Regions from separate parts of the Xenopus tropicalis genome. Here region 2 is linked to region 1. Evidence: chromatin contacts called from public Hi-C data. All regions are on one chromosome and are shown on one strand. The core of a region is the stretch at or near the end of the contact, and the rest is flanking DNA. Distances in the headings are between cores, read along the strand shown.

Region 1 (6,680 bases), core at 1,868-4,367:
TTCAGAGAACCTCAATAAAAACCAATATATGTCCTTCATTACATCACATATGATCCTGATCCAAAATATATTTTTTAGTGCTAAAGGTTACCTTAAAAATAACTGCATTTTTACATTTAAACATGTTTATGTTGTTTTGTATAAATTGTAAAAGATCATGTCATATGCAGAATGTAAATATACTGAGTGACAAAAGTAATTATATTTGTACACAGTAAGCTATATACTCTAAAATTACTGATAAATAAAGCATGTGTATTTTACAAATGATATCCCCTCTTAACATTTGTTATTTCTCGGTACATATGGAGTATAAGCTTGTACATTAATGCTTGTACAAAAGCTAAGACTCTAACATATGAAATGCAACTCAATCTGATATCTATACTGGTAACTGCTGGTGATGTGATGTACTTACATCCATAATGTTGGTATCATCCCAAAGATTCATACAGTCTGCTATATGGCTATTGAAAATATTCTTCAGGTTGTCTATATAGTTTTTGTGGGGAGAATCTTTTTTGAATTTCACCAATTCCAATATGCCATGAAGCTGTGACACTGACCCTTGGAGAAAGCAAGCGTCTGACATCTGAAGAGAATAGAAGGTCAATCAGAAAAGCCAACATCAGCAATATCAGTTTGTAGAAGCAAACAAATTAGATGCAAATCAATACTTAAAATCTCACAATCTGAATCAGGGACCAGGCAGACAAGATACCTTGCAGGCATGATATTTCTGGCTATCTCCAAGTAGAAAATCTATTATTTGGAAGGACCATTTTCAACGTGTTCTATTTTAACAAACAATTCTCAGTTGTTTTTAATGACTAACTGACATGAAAACACCATGTACTTGATAGTAACTAAAGGTCCCCATACACTCTGAGATCCGGATCTGCACTGGATATCCCCACCTACGGGTGGGCGATATCCGGAAGCGTGTAGTTGGCCCTGGGGCCAAACGATCGAATTATACTGGCGGCAAGGGGCAGTCGGTTCGGGGACAGCATCAACGAGCCGATGCGGTCCCTGATCCGACTGAATTTTCTAACCTGGCCTATCAAGATCTGGCCAATTTCAAGCCAGATAAGCTGCCGAATCGGTCCAAGGGACCAATATCGGCAGCTACAATCTGCTCGTGTATGGGAACCTTAACTCACCATAAATCTATGTTGATGGTAGAACAATTCAATTTGGGGTTTATAATATTCAGCACTAGTGTATAATAATAGTGTAAAGGTCTAACTTGCTCTGTCTTTACAAAATTTAAACATACAGTAATATGTCTCAATAAAAGTTGTAGGAAAAAGCAGGAACAAATATTGTAGTTGCACATGTCCAGACATATGTACTGAAATAAATATCTTATCTACTTCTTTTTTTTCAAAGCTAAAAAGTATGTTTGGGGGTGTTTACCAATGGATATATGTTATATTGGGTCACAGATTGGAATGTTTGAAACCCTGCTATAACATGTCCAGGAACAAAGGCTGCAGCAGACAGAAAATTGTTAACAGCACAGCTAGAATAACTAGTGCAGCCAGTTCCAGCAGCGGAAATCAGTGTCAGGCCTTATATCAGAAGTAAAGCGATGTCACAGATAAGGTGGTACCTCAGATGTAGGGTTCAAGCAAACTCATACCAAAAGCTCATATTTTCATGCATAATTTATGTTGGGATCTAAACTCACCTCATTTGTTTTCTGCAGTAAATTCACTTTTATAACTTTTTCCATTATCACTTGGCTGTTAATCTATAACAAAAACAAAAGCATATTGGTACACAAATACAGAATAAGTAATATGCATCCATAAGAGGTCTGCAGTACTGCAATGGATCCAAGCAAGATGGTTATCCACTCACCAAATCATCCAACTTGGATAGATTTAGATCTATTTCAGCTTGAGGACACATTTCTTTATGTATGGCTTGAACAGCACTTGTCACCAGCAGGATTGTGTAGAAACAGTACAAGAAGACCTGAAGGAGGAAAAATCAAGCCACAAATTAAACTACAGCAAGAAGTGTTTGTACAGGTACCTGGAGCTTACAGTGCTTATTGTGCATTAGGTTTCATCCATGGGTAGAAGTGTGACACACATATGCTATTCCAGTTGTGTTCTATTATATATACATTCTATGGATGTATTTAGGGTGAAACATTTCATTTAAATGCATTCATTAGCAATGTTACTTTGCATTAGTAAGAAGATATGCACCCGGTCCTTAGTTATTAGTGTAACCAGTGGGAGCAGTTCAGTTGTGCAATATATAGATGAATGTTATTTAATGTTATTGGAGCCAAGGGAGCTACTCCAAAGTATGTAACAGGGAGACAGCCAGCAGGGCAGCGCGGAATGTATAAGCAGTCTGCACACAAGTAACTTTCACTTTTCAGTTTCCCAGATTTCCCAAGCCACTCAGTTTAAGCTATTCCAGCTGCTTCACGCGTTTCTCCGTGCAACACAATGGATTAGACGTTCTATCTGCCAAGGGACGTATCCGCACAGTGCTGGGGCAGGAGAGTGTGCCCCAGGGTGCCAGCCAGCCATACAGTTTGTGGGTGCGCTAATCCAGCTGTTTTGCAGGAACACGTGGGGCTGCTAGGAAAGCTGCTCCCACTGCACTAAGTGAATGGAACTGTCCGTGCCCACTTTTCTCTCCCCACATTTTTTATGTTACCTGCGTTAAAACGTTCTGACTGGGCTCCCGGATCGCAGACATGCCGGCTAAAGATTTTACAGATGAGCGATGTCGCAATCTCAATTTTGCTGTATGTTCAGTATCCCCTATACACCTTCCTCTAGAATTCAGTCGTGCGACAGCTATTTCCGATAGAATGGATTCTGTTGCTGCTGTTATCGCCACAGGGCATCTGCGCTCTATACCGTGCCCTCCGTTATAGTTGGCACTAACCAGTGTGTGCTGCACGGCTGCTTCTCCCCGCGCTGTCTGTACAAGGCTCTGCTCGCAGTCTGTCCCACGGCTAAGTATATGCACCTCCCGCCCCCTTAGCATGTGCTTTCCGGGAAAGCCCAGTGGCGTGAAGCCAAGGCAAGAAAGTGGGCTCGGGAGGGGTAAGAAAACTGACACGATCATGACATGATACAGCGCAGGCTTTTTGATAAAGTGCAATGCTATGTAAATGTGAAGCGCGGAATTACAGAACCTCTTCACGCAAAGGCGCCGTCTAATCTAATCGTGACTCATGAAATCATGTGTTAGAAAATCATTATTACTGCGTATGGCTGAGCAGACCCTAAAGCTGGATATTCATACATAGTTGCCGGCAGGGCTGCCATCAGAAATCACGGGGCCCATCACAAGAAAATTTTCTGGGCCCCCCTCCACCCACGTCCTGCCCCTCAATGGCCCCTCCCATTAGTAAAAAGGACACACAGACATTGGTAGCCAGGGCCCCCTAAAACAGTGGTAGCCCGGGGCCCCCTAAAACATTAGTAGCCAGCATCTCCCCAGCATCCTCCAGTTAACCCCCCTCCCTTGTCCTCCTGTTCCTCCCCCTCAGCATCCTCCAGCTCCCACCTGCCCAAGCATCCTCCGGCTCCCCCCTGCTCCCACCAGCATCCTCCAGCTCCCACCTGCCCAAGCATCCTCCGGCTCCCCCCTGCTCCCACCAGCATCCTCCAGCTCCCCCCAGTGGCTTCCTGTGGTTCCCCCCTCTTGATATGTGCCCAAGCTCCCCCCAACATCTGCACAGCTCCCCCAGCATCCTCCAGCCACCCCACCAGTGACTTCCTTCAGCTCCCTCCCCACCAGCGACTGCCTCCAGCCCCCCACCAGCGACTGCCTCCAGCCCCCCCCCAGCAACTTCCTCGAGCTCCCCCCCAACAGCGGCTTCCTCTAGCCCCCCCAGCAACTTCCTCCAGCCCCCCCCAACAGCTACTTCCTCCAGCCCCCCCAGCAACTTCCTCAAGCCCCCCCAAACAGCTACTTCCTCCAGCCCCCCCAGCAACTTCCTCCAGCCCCCCCCACAACATCAGCTTCCTCCAGTCCCCCCAGCAACTTCCTCGACCCCCCCCCAACAGCTACTTCCTCCAGCTCCCCCCCCAACAGCGGCTTCCTCCAGCCCCCCCAGCAACTTCCTCCAGCCCCCCCCCCACAACATCAGCTTCCTCCAGCCCCCCCAGCAACTTCCTCGACCCCCCCAACAGCTACTTCCTCCAGCTCCCCCCCAACAGCGGCTTCCTCCAGCCCCCCCAGCAACTTCCTCCAGCCCCCCCCACACAACATCAGCTTCCTCCAGCCCCCCCAGCAACTTCCTCCAGCCCCCCCAACATCAGCTTCCTCCAGCCCCCCCAGCAACTTCCTCCAGCCCCCCCCACAACATCAGCTTCCTCCAGCCCCCCCAGCAACTTCCTCGACCCCCCCAACAGCTACTTCCTCCAGCCCCCCCAGCAACTTCCTCCAGCCCCCCCCACAACATCAGCTTCCTCCAGCCCCCCTAGCAACTTCCTCCAGCCCCCCCACAACATCAGCTTCCTCCAGCCCCCCCAGCAACTTCCTCCAGCCCCCCCCACAACATCAGCTTCCTCCAGCCCCCCCAGCAACTTCCTCCAGCCCCCCCCACAACATCAGCTTCCTCCAGCCCCCCTAGCAACTTCCTCCAGCCCCCCCCACAACATCAGCTTCCTCCAGCCCCCCCAGCAACTTCCTCGACCCCCCCAACAGGTACTTCCTCCAGCTCCCCCCCCCCACACCCAGTGACCCTCTCCAGCTCCCTCCCAGCGGCTTCCTCCAGCTCCCCCACAGCGACTTCGTCCAGTCCCCCGCCCCACACCCAGCGACTCCCTCCAGCTCCCATGCGGCTTCCTCCAGCTCACCTTCCTCTTCTGCGTCCTCGCGATCTGTGCCCGGCCCTCCGCTGATCTGCACCTTTCATATGGTTGCGCCCCGTGCGTATGGACGCACGGGGCGCAACCAATCAAATTTCCCACTGGCCACCAATGACAGCCAGGGCCCGGAGTTCTTTAAAGGGGGCCCGAGCTAAAAAAAAACCTGTCACGGCCGGGCCCCCTTTAAAGCGAGGATATCGTCCGGGCCCGGCACAACAGTACCCCCTGTGCCCCCCTGATGGCGGCCCTGGTTGCCGGCGTTAAAAATCATTTCTGGGGGCACTTTTTTTTTTTTTTTACAAAAATGGGGTGTTATCTTCTTTCTTGAAGTGGTTTTTTAAGATTTTGGGGGTTTAAGGGAGAAATCTTTTTTGGGATTTAACATTTAATTAGAGCCATTTAGCAAATTTCTCAGTTTAAAGGGCACTTAGTACTTATCATTGCAGCAATGTTGGTGGTGCCTATATAAATACACCCCTGCCTACCCCTAGTCTGGGCCCTTGTCTTTCCACCACCGCTGGTCATTTATCTCCCTCCCTTGTCCCTGCACTCCTCTTGCTTCCTTACTGAGCAATCATGCACAGGTCGGGGGTGACTAGATTGCCTAGGGCTTGCTGCTTGGCCTGGCTCTGCCCTGGGCTGTTGTTCTTTTTGGAAACCCTACCACCATACCACCCTACCAGGCATCTTTCTGTAGAAGCACTGCAATGTTACTTGTGTAGGTTTGGGGTCTATCCGGATCCAAGTTAGGACTGGGCACCTACAGAGACTGTGCCAGGAGTGGATAGACTGCACAAGTTCCTTAGGACAGGAAATTCAGTTACCTCTAAAGCTGTTTTACATTCTGTTTCAACAGTTATATAAAGTTTGATTTTGCTGCCAACTGTGTGTGATTATTCCTAGTGGAAACCCCCTTGAGGTGTGCTCCTCAGTGTCCACTAGGTGGAGGCACTGCGCTAAAATCCCAGTTCCCAGTATTTTATAATTCAAAGAGAACAAAAATCTCCTGTTCCAAGCCTATATACAGCCCAAATTAAGCGAGTGTGCCAAGAAAGGGTTACACTAGGAATGCTCAAGCCTAAGTCTGCTCAAGGGATGGTGGCATGGTGATTCTATTGAAAGAACCCTGGTTGTTTTCAAAAGGAGTGCCAGCATTGCCCCCCACCACTGAATTAGCAGTTCCTTGTCCTTTCTGGACTATGACTGTGTTGCTGTTGTATATCTGTAGAGCTTCCTAGCACTATGGAAATTTTATAGCATGGCATCCTGCAAATAAATATAGATAATTGTATCCATATTTATTTGCAGGATGCCATGCTATAAAATTTTCATAGTGCTAGCCATAACCCTCATTTCTTCCCATAGATATAGTGTATTGACACTATCTATGGGAAGAAATGAGGGTTATGGCTTTATTAAAATAGCTGGAAGAAAAGCAGAATCTCCTTACCAACATAATATTATGTTGGTTTGAAAAAACCAATTCTGATTCTTCTGATCTTCTTTTCCCTGATTTTCTAAACGCTACTCCTCTTACAGTTTTAGGGGTACAACGCTTCTTCATCCTATAACGGAGCAGGTTGCTTGTGCTTTTGTAAGTGATCCTGCCCCCCTCCGAGCACCTTTGACTTTGACAGAGAAGATTTTCAAACTGCAGCCACTCTTTGAAGCTACACTCCCCAAACTTGAATAACATAATCATGGAGTCACCCCGAATGAAACAGCAACATTTTTTTGGATGATCCAAAGTCGGAGGAGCCAACAACAGCCAATTAAATTTCACCAATTGACTTTGGGGTCAGCCTGAATAAAAATATGATATTT
Region 2 (6,752 bases), core at 3,226-5,725, 59 kb before region 1:
ACCAACAGCCAATCCATTTCAACCCATTAAATTTCATTGATTTATATTTAAACTGATGCCATTATTTAAGTATTAATTTCAGGGTTATTAAACTTTCCAAAGTTAGTCACTGGGTATTTGCCTTTCAAAGTTATAAAAAGTGGGCAGAGTCACCATCAGGCAATTACATTTCACTTATTTACTTTCAATGGTGAAGTGTAAAATGTTGTCAGTCCCACCATTTTTATGCCTGAGTCCCCAGACGTTGCAAAGTTGGTCACTGGGGGACTGCAGTTCAAAAATAGAAAAAGTGGGTTGGGCCACTAATAGCCAATCAGATTTCATCCATTGAATTTTATTGGTTTAAATTTAAAATGCTGCCATTCTCACACTATTTATGCCAAGGTGCCCACTGTTTGTCACTGGGTAACTTCGACTCAAGGTTAGAAAAAGTGGGCACACCCACCAACCATTAATTACAATTTACCTATTGACTTTTATTGGTTTAAATTTAAACTGCTGCTGTTCCTTAACTATTAATCCTAGGGTCCCTAAACTTTGCAGAGTAACAGTAACTGCAGTTCCAGATTAGAAAAAGTGGGTGGAGCCACCAATCAGATGTCACTCGTTGACTATCAGTGGGGAAATTTAAGTTGCTGTCATTCAGACACTATTAAAACCAGGGTCCCCAAACTTTGCACAGTAGTTTTTACTATATAACTGTGGTCCAAGTTTAGAAAAACTGGTGGAGCCAACAACAGAGCAGATTTCTTTCAGTGACTTTACATTTTTCAAACTAACATGAAGTTTGTTCTTAAACTTCTCTTTCTACTTTGTAACTGAGACTGTTTATACTCTTTACCAGCTTTGCTGCCCTTCTTTGGACTTGCTGCAATTCAATAATATATAAAAAGTATAGTGTTTATATTCATTCAATTCATCAATGCAGAATCTAGATCCTCTGGAAGAGCCTGCTATTCAGCCTGATCTTATGTTAACATCAGCAAATAAGGATTATGTTTTTCTAGTTCATGATGTCATTAAGTCTACTATTAAGTCTGAGTGGGTGGTCCCAGATAAGAATTTTTTTTCATCTAAAAACATTCCTTTTTCTGAGGATGAGGTTAAACAATGGGATGCTGCTCCTAAGGTGGATGCTTATATCACTAGAGTAGCAAGGAGAACTACATTGCCTGTAGTTTTCCCTCAAGAATCCAGATGACACATTTCAATTTTGAAGAAGATTAATTCTGTTTTAGACACTATTTGTAAACCAACAGTAGCAATTACCCTATTGGCTAGGGCCAACAACATTTGGCTGTCTAATATCGAGGAAGCACTCCAAAAAAAGTCAGCAGAGATTCTTCACTTTGTGGAAGAGGTTAAATTAGTTAATGAGTTCTGTGCAGAAGCTTCCATGAATATTCTTAAGCTGTCTGCTAGGAAGAGTCTTTCGTCACTGCCCGCAGTTTTTTTTGGCTGAAACAGTGGTTGGCTGACACACCTTCTAAGCATAGTTTGAGTACTCTGCCTTACAAACGAGATTTGTTGCTTGAGAATATTATTTCTAAGGCTTCAGCAAGCAAGTAGGCTTTCCTGCCTCAAGATAAAAGAGATGTTCTTTCAGGGGTAGCAGATCCTTTCTTAAAGATGCCAGATCATATCATCCAGGTAGAAACTCTCAAAAGTATTCTTCATGGAAGTGTAAGTCTAAGTCCTTTCAGGCTAAGAAGGAGGTCAAATTTGAGAGGAATAAATCTTTCTGAAGTTTTGTGAGCCCAGCAGTCACCCGTTGGAGCGAGACTTCAAAGCTGTTTCGGCTGAAACAACTACAGAAAGCTGGGTATGAGAAGTCATCTCAAGAGGTTACCCTGCCCCCCTTCATTAGCTGATTGGCACCTAGGTCAGCATTCAATAGAATGTATTTTAGCTCTATACTTTATAATAAGGGGTAATGTAGGCTTGATGCAAAATAAGCTTTTGAGATAATCTGTTCCTCTTAACTAAACAAGGGCTTCTCTGCCCTGGCAGCAGAATAAACAAGGAATATGTGGTACAGGTGTCTTCAACTCAGGCATGCATCTGCTAGTCAGGTTCCCGCTCCCCCTAGATATCCCTCTCGTACTTGAGGGAGCTTTAAGAACACCAGACAAAAAAAATCTAGTGTTTCTTATCTACTTTATCTTCAATACACAAAGGGGCAACCCCTTTTGTGCGCTTCCATACTAAATGGGTGGTAGCTATATCACAGATCGAGGCTGATGACTGGTTGGTCATTCCTTTTTAATTAATAGTGACAATATTCTAATACAATAACATATGACACACCTAACACAACACAACTGCATTCCATGGTACTCAAATCAGATCAGACAATCCATGTATTAGATGTGGGTGCACTCTGGTACGTTTCTACATACATTATGGACCTGCCTGCTGATAGCTAAGTTTTGGGAAAATGGTAACAATGCTACCTTGAGATTGGAGATGGTCAAAGAAAATATGGCAGTTTCCAAGAATGTATAATCCTTCTCACAAGCTGTAATCAGAGACCACCTTTATTAGCATATATGTCTTCCATGAGGCTGAGTTGGATAAGAAAATAAATATGATGTATACTGAATGAGGAGGATGGGGAAAAATATAACATGAAAAGTAGTAATCTTTTTAGTACATACCCTTAGGATGCCAAATGTACATTCCCCAGGGGCATGCCTCTTGGGACTGGTTGAGAACATAGTCCCTGGCAGGTACCAGCTTATTTTTCTGCAGCTTCTATACTTTAGGCTCCTGTCACACACTATGCTCCAAAAAACTTATTGTTGTTTTGCATGCGGAGCCATTGTGTCAGGTCAGGTGCATGCATACTGGGCGGATTTCGGTGCATAACTGCATACTCGAGCCAATTAGTTAATGACTCGAGTCAATTGGCTAATTTCACATTCAAGATAAAATTAAAAACTCCAGTACAAATTACTGGCAAATTAGTAAATGTAGATATAGGGTAGGGACAGTCAGAAAGAATTTATAATGTAAACGGTGGAACAAAAGTTCTCTATAAAGTATCTATAAAATATATATTGCATAAACCAGCTTATATGTAAAACCCTGCTTCATATAAATAAACCGTTTTCATAAAAATATACTTTTTTAGTAATATGTGCCATTGCGTAATCCTAAGTAGAAAAATGCAATTTTAAGAATTAAGAGCCACCTCCTGAAATCATAAGATTCATGATGCATACAAACAAAGCAAGGCACACATACATGCTAGGCCACATCAGCCAATTAGAGCCAATAGAGTTCTATCTTTTGCTTCCACACTTCTTCTTGTTACAGTTAGAGCTGCATTATTTCTGGTCATGTGAATTTTGAGGGTGTACACAGCCCATCACAAATTGTTGGCTCAAGGGAAAAGATGTAAAAGAGCAATATTTACTTCTATATATATACAGATACCCTCAAGCTCCCCACTCCTTTGGAAAGATCTTGTTTCACAATTGCAAAATTAGTTTGTTTTTTAACCATCTATTTTATTAACCAGAGCCTCATTATTCTACTTTATAAAATGTGCAATCTCCAGAAATGTTGGCTCCTGTTCTGCCTCTAGGCCTATATCAGAGGAGGAGAAAGTGTTGGCGTGGGATAGGCCAACGGGTGAGAGCTCAGTGGTATCAGTGGAGTAACACCCTGGATTGTGTGGAACTAGAAGCTCCAGGTTTATTAGCTGCTGAGCCACCAATGGCTTATTTATCACCACTCACCTTACTAGAGGGAAAGGAGTGGTTGTAAGTAGGACCAGCAACATCTGGCAGATGTGTTCTGACTGTTTGGTAGCAGAATGTTTTCCAACAATAATAGGAATAGGCTCACTAATGTTCAGCACAGTTTATCCATGGGAAAATAAGAACACATACAGCACTGTAAATATTTGCAGGAGGGAAGAAAAACATCTTACTTCAGCGACATGTTGTCCACTCCCCCAATATGTTTGCTTCTAAACAGGTGATAGATAACTGACACAGGTGACGCATAAATGCTGATTGGTTGCTATGGATTACAGCACCTGGGCAAACTTTGTGCCTTTAATTACATAACCATTAAGAGTTCATTATGTGTTCCCCTTTAATAGTACAATATTTAATGATCATCAACAGCTTTAAGTGCTATCACTGAGATGTAAGCAATCCCTCTTTCTTTTTTTATGTTCCTCTTGTTTAATGAAGACCAAAATTTAAATGAAGATAAGATTTTAGCAGTATTTTATAAAGTGGAAGAATTAATTATGCCATATATGGGTCACCCACAGGAAATTACCAGGGTTTCAGAGCTCCTGGAAATACCATTCTGTTGCGGTGAAAAGAAGTTGCCACAGGTAAAACAGATTAATTTAAAGATCACAAGAAATTTCCTTTTGAGACATTTTCACACAGTTACACAATATCAATGTTTTACATGCTGCAATCTTTGTTCACTGTTATGCAAAGGTAATTTCAGGCAGTTTCCTGCAGACAACAAAGTGCCCTGCATGCCATGAGACTTACAGATGCATTACACTAGGGAGTATTTTAAAGGGAGATTTGTTATATTTGAACCCCTTAACTACCAGCTCTTTGTAAAATTTACGATGTCTGCAGAAAAAGACTCTGTCTGCCACAGATCATAAATTTTGCAAAATACAGAGTTGCAGTTCGGCAAGTACTTCACTAACCTTTAAATACTTTTATTGTCTATTGCTTGTTTTTGCCCCTGAGACTAGTGGAACTGGGTTTTGACCCAATACATTTGAACACATTTTTGCATTCTGAATTGCTCTAGATTACATCTTTGTTCCTCTAAGAATAGTTTTTACTGTTTTAATTTAGGGGTCTCTCCATAGCACATAATTTTGTAACTTTTTGTAATTTTACATATAGCAGATCAAACTGTTCAAAATGAACCTTGGTGTACATATTTCAGATATTTGCCTTTCTGTGAGATAAGGCAACATAAACTGTAAGATGTAAGGTGGTTTTCAGATATTTGTAAAACCGTCCGTCTTGAGCAAGGGTTTTCAGTTTGGTCATGTGAATTAGAAATAGACAAATTAATCCACATTTAACTTGCCATAATATGTACTTTCTATTAACATTTTTTGCATGAGTTTCTTCTTTTTGGCTTTTATGACACATAAAATGCAGGCAACATTTGAATGGTATATGAATAGGGGAGGGCCTGAATAGAAAAGAAAGTTACAAGAAGTAACAATAACAATAAAACTGTAGCCTCAGAGAGTAATATTTTTTTGGCTGCCAGGGCTAGTGGCCCCCATTTAAAAACTGCAAAGAGTTGGAAAAAGATGGCAAATAATTTAAAAATTATAACAAATAAATGATAAAGACCAATTGAAAAGTTGCTTAGTATTGGCCATTTTGTAACATACTGAAAGTTAGCTTAATGGTGAACCACCTCTTTAAATCCAGAACCTGAAAGCGTTTTCAGTTTCTAACAATCAGCTTGAGCTGCAAAAACAATATATTAGATAACTGTGTGATATTTTAACATCCATAATCCCCAATAAAGCCAGGGATGGTGTAATAGAGAAAGTCCCTTTTGTAATATCCAAATAAATTCCATTTGCTATTGTAATCAGAAGAATTCTAAGGCAAATTGCAACCTTGTCCATATTTTTTATTCTATGTGTTTTTAATTTTTGAACTTTTTGTTTTGCAGCTCTCTAGATTGGAAGTAGGCTGTTCTCTGGTTTGCTGTTAGCATAAGTCAGTAGTTTGAATGGTAAACTAAAATAAAGGCAAATAATTCAAAGGCTAAAGGCAAATAATTTTAAAAAAAGCATGAAAAATGTAAATAAAGACCAAACTGTGCTAAGATATTATTATTCATCTGCTTAAAAAGTACATTTTAAAGGGGAACTCTTACACTACAAAAATTAAAATAAAATATATGATTTGGCTCGTGGAAAAAATACATTTTCTGAATAGAAGTTTAATATTGGTGTTGTTTCTAAAAAAAAAAAAAAAATCAAGTTAATCTTCACTATCCCCCTGACACCAATCTGTGTCTCTTTTTTATGCTTTATATTTTTAAAAATAATTAATTGTTAAAATATTAATGTTAAAGGAGAAGGAAAAGTAAAAACTAAGTAAGCTTTATCAGAAAGGTCTATGTAAATACAGTCATAAGTACTTACAGTAATGCTGCACTGAGTCCTCTATCAAAAGAAACACATGATTTCTTTCTCTTTTTTTGTAAACATGATGTTCCAGTGTCTGACTTCATCTCTCAGAAACATCCTTAATTCCCATGACCAGAGCCTGCACAGTTCTCTTCTCTCTCCTCTCTCCTGCTCCCCCCCACTAAAATGCTAAGAACTCCCTCCCCCCCTCCCTTAAGAATGTGTGACCTGAGCTAAAATGGCTAGACTGCAGGAAGGAAGCTGCTTAAAATGGCAGCTGCTATCTTAAGCAAAGGTAGAAAGCTTCTAAAGCTGTTTACTCAGGTATGTTAATGGTTTCTGCAGAATAAATATATTGTTCTAGGTGGCACTAATGTGGCAAATCTATCGGCAGTAAAATGCCAAAAAGACTTTTATTCTCCTTTAAAAGCCACTAGTTGCTCCTCCCCCAGCATGTTTTGTCCTGTCCTACCAGCTTAGCAATGATAAGAAGATTCAGGCTCTTAGGGACTTGATGGCTGATTATGGGTTACCTGAGGGTGAACCCAAAGTGGACTGGAACATCCTTTAGCTTTAATGCATATAACAAAATGCATTG

The links. A called contact is a pair of places that touch in the nucleus more often than the background predicts.
Region 2: a Hi-C map of liver shows a contact between it and region 1, with 2.9 times the contacts expected there. The contact joins the enhancer-like site here to the promoter of csf1 in region 1. A contact is called at or near these places in 2 of 5 Hi-C or Micro-C datasets (brain and liver).

Annotation. Positions count from the first base shown.
Region 1 is chr2:71,969,561-71,976,240 of UCB_Xtro_10.0, reverse strand. csf1 (location of vulva defective 1) reads right to left here and starts at 3,117. Exons shown (of 9, transcript XM_012970474.3): 1 at 2,686-3,117; 2 at 1,867-1,983; 3 at 1,694-1,756; 4 at 419-592. The coding sequence starts at 3,102.
Region 2 is chr2:72,029,529-72,036,280 of UCB_Xtro_10.0, reverse strand. No RefSeq gene overlaps it. Among named protein-coding and RNA genes, the nearest start is that of ahcyl1, 8.1 kb to the left of the region's middle. Within about 2 kb of position 4,475, at least 1 of the 11 cell types and tissues checked has an H3K27ac peak or open chromatin away from gene starts, as enhancers often do. A contact at or near this core is called in liver, where this site is marked.